Linked DNA regions of Zea mays: region 2 is linked to region 1. The links are chromatin contacts, called in public Hi-C maps. All regions are on one chromosome and are shown on one strand. The core of a region is the stretch at or near the end of the contact, and the rest is flanking DNA. Distances in the headings are between cores, read along the strand shown. Region 1 holds the start of LOC100283083 (zinc finger protein CONSTANS-LIKE 16). Region 2 has its middle 60 kb from the start of LOC103638228.

Evidence for each region. Hi-C and Micro-C count contacts between places; a contact is called where the count stands out from the background.
Region 2: a contact with region 1 is called in a Hi-C map of ear, with 2.1 times the contacts expected there. The contact joins the enhancer-like site here to the promoter of LOC100283083 in region 1. A contact is called at or near these places in 3 of 25 Hi-C or Micro-C datasets (ear, leaf and tassel).

What each region holds. Positions count from the first base shown.
Region 1 is chr9:33,997,474-34,003,798 of Zm-B73-REFERENCE-NAM-5.0, forward strand. It overlaps LOC100283083 (zinc finger protein CONSTANS-LIKE 16), which reads left to right and starts at 3,434. Exons shown (of 2, transcript NM_001155985.2): 1 at 3,434-4,684; 2 at 4,807-5,396. The coding sequence starts at 3,578. The coding sequence ends at 5,070.
Region 2 is chr9:34,094,154-34,100,478 of Zm-B73-REFERENCE-NAM-5.0, forward strand. No RefSeq gene overlaps it. Among protein-coding and RNA genes, the nearest start is that of LOC103638228, 60 kb to the right of the region's middle. Within about 2 kb of position 3,663, at least 5 of the 20 cell types and tissues checked have an H3K27ac peak or open chromatin away from gene starts, as enhancers often do. A contact at or near this core is called in ear, where this site is marked.

The DNA.
Region 1 (6,325 bases), core at 2,184-4,683:
GTTTACTTCGGAAAAGACGGTGATCTTGAAGAACGTGCAGTATGTGCCATCCATCAAAAAGAATCTAGTTAGTAGCTCTCAATTATGTCGAGATGGCTACAAACTTCTTTTTGAGTCTAATAATTGTATACTATCTAAGTATGGAACATTTGTTGAAAAAGACTATGACAGTGGAGGCTTGTTCCGCTTATCTTTGCATGATACATGTAATAAGTCTGTGAACAATATTGTTCGATTGAGTCGAAAATTTGGCATTCACGACTTTGTCATATCTATTTTGGTTGTGTCTCGCGGTTAGCAAATTTAAATTTAATCCGAAAATTTTATTTAGTCAAAGGTTCTAAGTGTTAGGTGTGCATGGAATCTAAGCAATCTTGCAAGCCTCATAAGGCTGCGGAGGCGAGGAATTTGGCACCACTAGACTTAATACATTCCGATTTATGTGAGATGAACGGAATATTGAGTAAAGGAGGCAAGCAATATTTTATTACATTTATCGATGATTCTACTATATTTTGTTATGTGTATCTTTTAAAATTAAAATATGAAGCTTTGCATTATTTTAAGACCTATAAAGCTAGAGCTGAAAATCAACTCGAGAGGAAAATTAAACGATTAAGGTCTGATCGTGGTGGAGAATATTTTTCGGATGATTTTTCTGATTTTTGTGTGGAACATGGTATTACTCATGAGAGGACACCGCCATACTCACCACAATCCAATGGGGTTGCTGAAAGAAGGAACCATACTTAACTTATTTGGTTAACTCCATGTTAGAGATTTCAGTACTATCTAAGGAATGGTGGGGTGAGGCAATCTTGACTGCGTGTCATGTCCTGAATACAATTCCCACGAGGACAAAAATCACACCATTCTAGGAATCGGAAAAGAAGAAATTAAATATCTCCTATTTGCGCACCTAGGGTTGTTTAGCTAAAGTGAACGTGTCAATTAACAAGAAGCGCAAATTATGACCGAAAACTATTGATTATGTTTTCCTTGGGCATGCTTTTTACAGCATTGGATATAGATTTTTAATTATAAACTCTGGAGTACCGGACATGTTGGTTGGTATAATTATGGAGTCCAGAGATGCTACATTTTTGGACGAATTTCCTATGGAAATTACACATGATGCATCTAATAATGAACTGACGATACCCATGAGCATTTTATTCCGGTAGAACATATTGAGAAATCCCATATACAAAATCTTGTGGAAGACACACATGCTAAACTAATTAAACTCACTAAATTCACTAAAAATATATAGTATAAACTCACTAAACACATATACTAAACTAATTAAACTCACTAAAGTCACTAAATTCACTAAACACATATACTATAAACTCAATAAACACATACTAAACTAATTAAACTTATTATACTCACTAAATTCATCGAAGAGGGACCGGGGTAGAAGATGGGACAGTGTCGGGCCAGCGATGGCGGCGGCGCGACGGCGGTAGGTGCGGCCGACGACGCGACGGCGAGCGAGAGTGAGTGAGTGTGGGCGCCGTAACAGCTATTAAAACATTCTTTGTCGAGTGCCCGCAATCGGGCATTCGGCAAAGATTTTTTTTAATATTAAAAAATTCTTTGTCGAATGCCAGATCACACGCACTCGGCAAAGAGCGTTGTGCCAAGTTCCCACTGACAAGCACTCGACACAGATTATTTTAATATTTTTTAAAAATTTTTGCCGAGTGTCGGGCCGGACGACACTCGGCAAACCATACTTTGCCGAGTGACTTACGTGGACACTCGGCAAAGGTTATTTACATTTTTTCCAACCAAACTTTTGTGATTTGTTCCTACATTGTGTAGACTTATATGTTTCATTTTTGGCACAATTATAAAATGGTTTGCTATAGCTATTAGATTTTGTTCGTTTAATTGATTTTCATCTGATAATTCATATTTGAACTGCAAGTCACTCAAAAAATGGAAACCGTTAATGCAAAAATGATATTCATGTTATTTAACACAAGTTATGACCGATTTCAGGAGTAGACCGGAATTTTCGAGCACCATGCTCATGAAACATGACCGTGAACTTGTCATCAAGTTGTTTAAACATTGAATAAACACAAACAAAGTCAAAAAATCATGAAACTTGTCCACATGTCATAATATCATATGTAGAGGTTGTGATAAAAATTTGAGAATATTTCTAGAAAGTTGTAACGCACTATGTGTAGAAACCTAACTAGCGTAACATGAAATCATAGAGTTTCAATGTGGACCGGCTAGGTTTCTACACATAGTGCGTCACAACTTTCTTGAAATATTCTCAAATTTTTATCACAGCCTATCTACATATGATATCATGACATGTGGACAAGCTTCATGATTTTCTAACTTTGTTTGTGTTTTATACAGTTTTTAAACAATTGGATGACAAGTTCACCGTCATGTTTAGTGAGCATAGTGATCGAAGATTCTAGTATGTTCCTGAAATCGATCGTAACTTGTGCTAAATAACATGAATATCATTTTTGCATGCACGATTTTTCATGTTTCGAGTGACTTGCAATTCAAATCTAAATTTTTCGAAGAAATTCAATTAAACGAACTAAATCTAATAGCTATAGCAAACACTTTTATAATTGTGCAAAAATGGAACATATAGGTCTACATAGTGTAGAAACATACCACAAAAATTTTGGTTGGGAAAAGAAAAAAATAAAAATATACTTTGCCGAGTGTCCAATAATGACACTCGGCAAAGTAGCTTCTTTGCTGAGTGCCAAAGGTAACGACCGTCAGCTATAGACGACTGCTAACGTCCCTTTACCGAGCGTTGACTTTTATCAAGTGTTTAGCACTCAGCAAAGCTGTCTTTGCTGAGTGTCTTCCTGTGCCGAGAGTCCTGCTCTCGGTAAACGTAGTCGTTATCGAGAGTGGAACTTTACCGAATGTGGCATCTGGCAAAGAGCCGAATTCCAGTAATACATCATCCTATTCCTTATCCACCGTCAACGTTTTCTTTCACGTTGTCATGGTTACGGTCGACACCTCCCTTCCGCATAATGCATGGTAGCCTTAGCCAGAGCTAGCATATAGTAATAACCTAGTGATAACTTGAGCTACGAAGACCAAGAAAGACTTTTCTCGCCTTGCCCTAGCGGTCCCCTGCCACTGCCAGCAACCGTGAGAGCGATGTGGAAAGGGCTCTAGCCTGTAGGCCGTGCGTAGCTGAAGGTGGTGGCCCCACTGGAAATCCCGTCGGAGCCAATCACAAGCGCCTGCCCCGCATCCTGCGCTACCCTTCGACCAATCACGTTGCAGATAAGACCCGCAGGTAGTGGTGCCCTTGCGCGACACCAAAAGTGCAAGCAAAGTGCAGCCGGCGGGGCCCAGAAAGCGCGCAAGATGGGCCCATCTTCTCCTTCGGTTCTATAAAACCGAGCACCGCGATATTTTCAGCACATTTTTTCCCTAACATCTACAGTACATACAAAAACTCAGAGTGTACGTCGGCACATGTGGATACTATAGGTCCCATCCTACTACATTCAGCGTAGAAGAAGCCATCACTGAGTAGCACGCCGGCACACCGCTTTGAAGGGAAATGATTGCCACGACCACGACCGGCAGCTCGGCGAAGGCGGCGGCGGTGGGTGGCAAGGAGGCGCGCGCCTGTGACGCGTGCCTGCGCCGGCGGGCCAGGTGGTACTGCGCAGCGGACGACGCGTTCCTGTGCCAAGTCTGCGACACGTCGGTGCACTCCGCGAACTCGCTCGCGCGGCGTCACGAGAGGCTGCGTCTGCGCCCCACGTCTCCGCTGCAGACGCCGCCGCCTCCCACGCCGGCGTCAGCGAATCGCGAGAGCCACGACGAGGTGGTGCCGGCGTGGTTCAAGCGCAAGGCGCGCACCCCGCGCGGTGGGCGCGCCAAAAGCGATGTGCGGACGTTGTCGCGGCGCCTCGTTGTGCCCCATGCGGCGGGCGGGGACTCGCCAGATGGTCGGAACGACGAGGGGGAGTTCGAGGCCGAGGAGCCGGAGGAGGAGGTGCTTTACCGCGTGCCTGTCTTTGACCCTGCCCTGGCAGAGTTCTGCTCGCCCCAGCCTCTTGAGGACGCGGCCGCTCTCGCGTCGTCCTGCAACGAAGACGGCGCCGTCGAGGACCCGGCGAAGACAGATCGAGAGACACCTGCAGCGGCGCCGCTGGTGCAGTTTTTCCCCGACGGAGGTCATGCCAACTTCGGGCCGACCGACGCCGAGCTCAGGGAGTTCGCCGCGGACATGGAGGCCTTGCTCGGGTACGGCCTGGACGACGGCAACGAGGAGAGCTCGTCGTTCTGCATGGAGACGCTGGGCCTCCTGGAACCGGTGGAAGTGGGTGAAGACGCGTCGCGAGTCAAGGTGGAGACTGACGCCGGCAGTGCCTGCGAAGCCAGTGGCACGCTGGCGTGCGCCCTCGAGCTGCTGGACCCAGATGCATCTGACGAGATGCTGGACATCGACTTCAACTACGGCTCGCCTCAGGACACGACGACGACCGAGAATGCCGCGAGCAGCAGCCACACGGGAACCGACGGCCAGTTCTTGCAGACGAGCCTCTCGCTCACCCTCAACTACGAGGCCATCATCCAGAGCTGGGGGAGCTCGCCGTGGACCGGCGGCGCCGAACGACCACATGTCAAGCTCGACGACAGCTGGCCCCACGACTGCACGGTACGTTCAATTCCCGGGCCCCGCCACATCATCGAGATCCCTGACTTTTTGAGTGCATGCACGGCTTCGCTCGATCGGAGTGATTGTGTTAACGTCGAATTCAATTCTTGTTCTAAATACAGAACATGTGGGTTGTGGGACGAGGAATGGTCGGCCACGGCGGTGAGGACTTGCTGGGCACGCCGAGGCTGGGGCAGGGCATGGACGACGTTGGCCGGGAGGCCCGAGTGTCGCGGTACCGGGAGAAGCGCAGGACGCGGCTCTTCTCCAAGAAGATCCGGTACGAGGTGCGCAAGCTCAACGCCGAGAAGCGGCCACGGATGAAGGGCCGCTTCGTCAAGCGCGCCACCGCCGGTGGCAGTCTCACCATCGCTGGCCTCGCTTAGTGCCGCCGGCATTCTGCATGCTTGGTTGTGCCTGCGTGGCTGCATATATATATATACTGGAGGTGCGACAGCGCGCCGTCGGCTCCGGCGCCTCTCGAGTCTCGTCCGTCGTCATGAAACCATGACAAGAACAAACAACTCGTCGAAGTTGCTCTTTAGCTAATTCAATTCAACTCAAATAAAATAAAAATGACTATTCTTTCATCGGATCCGTTCGACAATTTAAACATTTTATAAGCTGCTGCCTTAGAGTGGCACTTGCTTTATTTGCTTGTGACGATGGTCGAGTAATTTTCTTTATAATAGAGCGCGGAGGGAATATTGGTTCCGAACTATTGATCACTATTTGTAGGTGGCACCGGATGGTCCAGCCCGCTGACGTTTGGCTATATGTACATATCTTCTCGCGTGTCTATCTCTCTAATCTCGCAGAAGCTGTTGGAGGACGTCTAGGAATAAGTCTAGACTCCTCGTTATATAGTTGAAGGGGTATGATCAATTAAACAACCAACAATCAATTAAACAATCAAATTATCTTTTGTTCTTTACATTTTGCACTAGGAGTAGACAGTAACATAGTTTCCTCTCTCTAATATTTACCTCTCTTCGACTCTATGTCGCTTAGAGGCGTTTTGGGTGGCCTGCCGACCTAAGACAAACCCTTAAATATGTTGGCGAACTGCGCACGCGCGGACCGTCCGGCAACCAGACGTGGACGGTTCGACTCGTCAAGTAGAAACCCTAGCCTCTGCGCCATGTCATGGATCGTCCGGCCCTCGGCTGCGGACCGTTCGCGCTTCAATAGAGAGCACCGCCGCCGGTAGTCATCGCAATAATTGGTGCCCAGATCAGTGCCAACACACTTTTTGGCGACTCCGCTGGGGAACTCGCATAAAGATCTATCAGATCAGTCCTCAATGGCCCATTCAAAGATAGCTCTGACGTCTCTCCCAGCAACATCATTGAGCCGACCTGGGAAACTCTACCAGTTGAATATCATCAGGAGTTTGAGGAGCACAAGGACTAGCTGATCAAGGAAGCACAGGAAAAATTCCTAGCCATCTTCAAAGTGGGCTGGAATCACAAGGTCGTCCGGTAGCGGGCGACTGATCTCGCTTTCTGTCCGACCTGCTATGACTACCCCAAGGTAAGCGAGACAAACGAAATCCAATCTCTTAGAGCTTACATATAGATGAGCAGTTAGATCAAATGCAACAAATCATAGGGGGTATGCAAAAGAGGCTAGTGCGCACGA
Region 2 (6,325 bases), core at 2,413-4,912, 97 kb after region 1:
AATGGTTAGGGATCCATTATGAGGCTTTCACAAAATATCCTTAGTAAAAAGCCACCCGCTAAGGTTTCCTCGTCAATATTGATGGCCCTCTAGGCGAGGTAACTTAGCCAAGACTACCACCCCATGTTAACATAAGCTGCCACCAAACCACTGTCGCCCCCTCTTGCCCATCTTTCAGGTAGGGTTGCTAAGCACTAAGTCTATAAAGCTATTTACTAAAGTCAGAGCCATGACAGCACTCATGGTTGCACTGTTATCCTATGTGGTCACTCCATGTTCCATTTAATACGAAATGATCTTGTTTAACCATCGTGTTAACATCATAATACAAATTTAATTTCCGGAACAATAGTATCATTAAAGAGTGATAACATAATTATCAAGTTGAGCAGTAGCCCAAATTGCTAGGCATAGTATTTATCCTAGGGTAATCAAGGAATAGGGTTGGTATTTCTAGGAAATCCTATTTAGTCAAATCCCATCAAATTTATGCAAATATCCAAAAGTAAACATTATTAGATGCATTATTTGTGTACAAACAAAGATGCAGAGGGATAATCCACTTGCCTTGCTAAAAGGTGTCATGTGGATCGTCTTCAAACATATTTTGGTCTTCTACCACGAAATCAGCTTCTAATATAGATTCACATATCGTACATACAAAAGAAAACATTCACCAAATAAATATACATACACCGTTACATGAATAACATACACCATTACATGAATAAACATAAACCATACAAACCATTGTAATAGTGCCTAGAATAAAATAGATTCATATTCATTTTATTAGTCCACACGTATTGACATCTATAAACTATAACTCTACTTTGGATTGTCACTAGTAAAAGTTATATGGACATTCGACTATGAAAGTATTTTACATAACATAGCTTAGATGTAATGATTTAACCAATTCTACAGAAATAAATTAATTATTAATTAATTATTTCTACTATGAACATGGGTCTCATTTTTAGTTTTATCCTTTCTTTCTAAAAGAAAATGTCATTATAATAATCAGAGGTCAAATCAGTTTAATAATAATTAAACCCTGATTAGCCAACAATATTTGAATTATTATGAACACGGGCACTACTTATCGCTTCAATGTTAATAAAGCTTTTAATATTTATTTAGTTGGTCTAAATGAACCTATGATTATAAACTTCTAGACTAATTCTAAAATTCATCATAAACAAAGTTTACTGTGAAATTACTTATCTAGTGTTTTCATCACTAAAACGTGGTCTACCAAATCCTGTCATTTTTCTTTCTAAACACAAATTCCAAAATAACTGTAAACAATTAACATATACCTTACAACTGATAATAATATACTAGTTCATCGCATACATTTAAAATTAATCGTTTACATACACATCACATTATACACAATGTAAAACAAATAGTTACATAAAACATGATTTTGAAAGTTTAAATAAAATTCGAGTTGTCTTCAACCTCTGGTTCTTGCGTTCGGGCATTTCGTCAATGAACGAAGGGAGAGGAGGAACGACGTCGAGCAGGGAGTGGCCGACGGTGAGGCACGGGGGCTAGGGCACGGCGTGGCATGGACGGTGACGGAGTGATGTGGCGCGGCCAGGACAGGGGCACAGGCACGGTCGACGGCGAGCTCCGATGATGGCGATGTCGGGCTCCGGCGGCGGTGTTAAGCGAGGGAGAGAGGAGAGGGCTTAGGTGAGGGAGAAGGCAAGCTCGGTGGCAAGGGAGGCCGATTCCAAGGGCTCGGGGTCAAGTTTGATAGGGAGAAGGAGGAGGGAGGGCGTGGGGGGAGAGGGAGAGATGGCAGTCGGCGCCGTTACCGCCATTAATGACGCGACCAAGGTGGAGAAGGAGTGGGGAAGGGGAAGAGGAGAGGGTGGTTGTTACGGGGAGGCGTGGCAACGCTGAGGAGGTCGAGCGGCACGACGGCGGCACGGGGCAGGTGAGGCGGCTTGGGGAGGCCGAGCGGCATGGCGGCAGCGCGTTCGCCCGTGCGCTCTGGCGCGCCCACGTGAGGAAGAGGGCCGGGGCGAGCCCGCTTGGAAATGAGAGAGAGGAGGGGAAAGGGGCAGGTGGCTGGTGGGTTGGGCCTCGACTGGGCCGAATTCGGCCTGGCCGAGCGTTATGTAACACCCCTGGTGTTTACCTCCTATTAAACTGTGCTTATGGACTCAAGCACGAGATATCGGCAATAATAACGATCTCTATGTTCTAATATTCATCCTTTATAATTTCGATATCATTTTCATCTCTGCCTATCCGGTCTGTTCTAAATGTTTCACGAAGTTAGAAACATATTTGTTCCGTGAATTAACGACTCTTGTGCCTAATTAAAATCTATCGAATAAATGGATACGAATTCGGAAGCTCAACCCACTATGTGATTTTGTCCTGGGCAAATTAAATAGAACTCGACGACTAAGGTTTTCGGTGCAAAATAATTTTGTCCCCACTCGTCAGCCGAGAAATCGTGTCCGAGGATTTATAGTTGAGCTTCGATTCTCTGGTAAATTATCTATGGCTGTGGAATCAGGTGTTCAGACGCGGATGAAATTATTTTGGTTCATCCTGTTTGCATCTCGTTTAGACCCAAATCCTAGAACCCGAATTTATCTTTGTCTTAAAAAATGAGAGAGGGAAGAAATAAAAAAAGGAAAATCCAAAAAAATCTGCCGCTGCCCCTCATTCCACTGATATTTCCTACTGCTCTCTCTCTCACACGCGGTTGGTTTCCAGCTCGCCAAGTTTATCTTCCTCCCTGCGCTCGTCCTGGCAGCCGCGCCCTGCTCGCCCTCCAGCGTCGTGCCCTGCTCCCTGGTGCCACGAGCTCACCGGCGTTCCTCCCGCTCCCTGCTCGCCGGTGCTCCTCCCTGCGCGCAGCCGAGCTCGCCCTCCGGCCAACTTCGCCGGTCGAGTTCCTCTGCCCTCTCCCACGGCCGCCGTCGATTCTCCCTGGCCGGCACGCGGACCGCGACACTGCTCCTGTTTGCCATGGCTGCCGCGCCCTCCCAGCCGTGGAGCTTCCGCGTGCGCGAGCTTCTCTGTTGGCCATCGCTGCTCCCTGGCAGGCTCGCCCGTCCGCGCTCTGCCCAATCCCCAGCTCGGCCGCCCATTTCCCCGAGCTCGCCCCTGCGCTCGGATTTTCCCTCTCGGCCATGGTGCTCTCCTCAGCCGCGACTTGCCAAGTTCCGCCCTTCTCCTCTCTCCCTGCTCACCCAGGTTAGATGGGGATCCACCTGGTGGCGTTCGTGGTAGCGGGGGCTTCCTGTAGGTGTTTCAAGTGTCGGCGCTGCTGATTGGAACCATTGCCCGTCGGTCCAGTGAGTCGTCGTCGATGGGGATCCCCTGCGTGTTTCCCTCAAAGATCACCGCTGCCTCCTCGTCATTCTCCTGTTCATGGCGGACACTCGGACCTGGCTCCCACGCGCGCTCCTCCCCTATTCTACTCCATGGCCGATAGCCCCTGTTCCTCCCCTAGCCGAAGGCCTCAGCCGTCGTCCTTGTTGACCACATCGGACGTCGTGGTTGACCGCCCTGTACCAGTTCACCATGACCACGACCTCGCCTTGGCTCCCTGCTATGCTCGCCCGGCCCGACCCCAAGCGCCAGCACGCGTCCATGGTCGCGTCCGTCGAGTTTGCCAAAGCTCTGTTATGAGTGCCGAACTATACCTATAAAGCCTCGCCGGTGAAGTCCACCGCCATCCTCTGGTCTCAGCTCGTCCCAACACTCGTGCTTGCCCTTGGCTCGCGTTGGCGTTCGCGCTTTCTTGTCATCACTGCGGCGCGCTCGCTCCTCGTCCATCGGACTTCGGCGTGCTCGCGTTTGCCGTTGAGTTGTCAAACCCCGTCCTTCCTTGCTCGACTCCCAAGCCAAATCCCTGATCCGCGTCCGCAGCGCTCGCTTCTCGGATCCTCGTCGCTGCGCCATTATTTTCGTCAAATAGAATTGTCGTGCCGATACGTCGATGTCGTCATTTGCCTCCGCACTGCTACTGGTCGGCGATCTTGTTGTCGTCGTGTTCGCTTCGACTCTACCTCTACGTGCTCGCCTTTGATCACCACTGCAATTTTAGAAGTTTGAGTGAAGAAGTGGAACTTGTGGGGCGCTTGCCAGGAACTCGATAGGAGGCATGAACAAGGATCAGCAACGTTTGCTTGAAATTCTAATTGAATCGGTAACCGTTCTCTAGTTCGCTATTTTTTTATTAATTGATTGAGTCGATGGATTGAATAGTATATTAATCGTAATAATCCTCGTGTTTAGCGCAGGCGCGTTGTGGTAATGTTAAATATATGTGAAGTACGATGGAGTTAGTAATGCGAAAGGTAGATTAATTTATGTGATATTCGGGCGGGCTGATGACGTAAAAGATAGGTTTAGTATTTCTATCGGCTAGTTAATAGATTTTCTAGTGTTATTATGTCGATTTGGTTAATTGATGTAGTCGATGCCCTGCTTAATTAGTTAGCTTATTCTAGGTTTCGTGTTTAGTTCGATGTCATGAGAGATGTGCAAATTACCTCGAGTAATTAACAGTGAATGACATCGACCTATTTAATTAGTGTGGAATTCAAGATAATTGAAAAATGTGATTTAAAAGGGTAATTAGATTGTTTATATGCTGATTTTAAGACTTCGGCTTTCAATAATGGTGAGTCTAACTTTATTAGACTTCTGATGACAAATTGTAACTAAGGAGGATAGTGTGTGTTTATAATTTATTCTTACTTGATAATAGAATTAGATATAATTAAACAGGAGAAACGCGAGTGGTGTAGTTAGTATGTACAGTTCATTATTTTGTGATTATTGCGCTTAGTCATATGTCGATAACTAGTGTTTCCGTATGAAATGGTACAACGTCTCGTCGATAGGTGTTTAATTCGCTGTCGTGTAGCATTATTTAGGTTTGTGATATTCCTGTTTATATGCATTCATGTGCATTATGCAAATCATTTAGGTACGTTTATTGACTACGTGATATGGAGGACCGAAGTTGAGTCGGCAACAAGATGTCGCTGTGCGTGAGCTTCTCCACAAGATGATGCTGATGGACGAACCTAAAGACGGATAATTTGAACGAGTACCAAGACAAAGGATGGTCGTCAAGTGGTCTCCACCTAACAAACACTAACGTAGTGTTTATTCCAGGCAAGCCCCAGTGCATTTGCCACCTCCTTGCTGTTTTAAAATCTTTATCACCTTATATGATGCATTAGGTGATAGGAGTTGTGTGCTAAACAGTTGATACATTTCCTTCCTTGGAAAATTGATTATCCTTCCTTGATACCCTTTTATGAAAATGATTTTTTGATGCTTAGCCTTGCTTAGAAAAATAAAATGTTTTGTTTTAAAACAAAAGGTGATGCTTCACAGTGGATGGGAATTTTTACAAAGAAAAACTTGTGATGGTGGATTCATCATGGCCATGATGGGTTCAACATCTGAAAAGATGTACCTCTGTCAGGTACCAAACTTTGGGTTTTAAATGATAAAGCTGAGACCGGGCGGGTGACTTGCACGAGAAGGAAGTCTCGGTGTAGTGTCTCCGTCTGAGTCGCTTAAGGACCGTGCCGATGTAGGCTTGCTGATTGAGGACCTTTTAACTGGCCACATGCCTCGTCGTAAGCTTTGCCTCGGGCAGACCAATACCAGAGAGGCCAACACGCAATGGGAGTGGAGAGATGGCGAGAGTAGCGTGTACCCTCCGTGCCAAGAGGCTGGATGGTGGTGTATCTGTGCTCTCGGTTGGCGTGAACTCGGTCTGGTCTTGAGAAACCCTGTGGCGTGTTGACATATGCAAGGGTTAAGTGCTACATATATCGTGTGGTTAGAGATCCCCAGCTGGGTATTAATCGATTCGGATCGCCGTTACTTCTCGGACATGAAGACTTGGTCACTGCCCTACACGTAGCAATCAGTGAACTAAAGGGTTGATAAAAAGACGGCTAGTATAGGCCAAGTGCTTGAACTAGGATAGAAAGAACTTTAGATGCAGGTAACTTTACTTAACCTGATAATAAAATTAGATTTTTAAGGATCCACTATTAGTAAGCATTTCTGCAAATAGAGTCTTTGATGCTTGATCAGCCTTACGTTGACTCCCTCAAGCCAGCATATCCTTGAGAGTCTTTTTCTTTTTTCGGGTAAGACTTGCGAAAGTACACTTCGTACTCATGGTTTTCGAACCCATGTTGTTGTAGGTACTAGAATCAGGGGCGGATATTGGGCCTAGGCCACCTAGGACGTGGCCCGGGTCGTAGCCCAAAAATTATATATATATATATAGTACATATTTTGACCAAAAAACCTT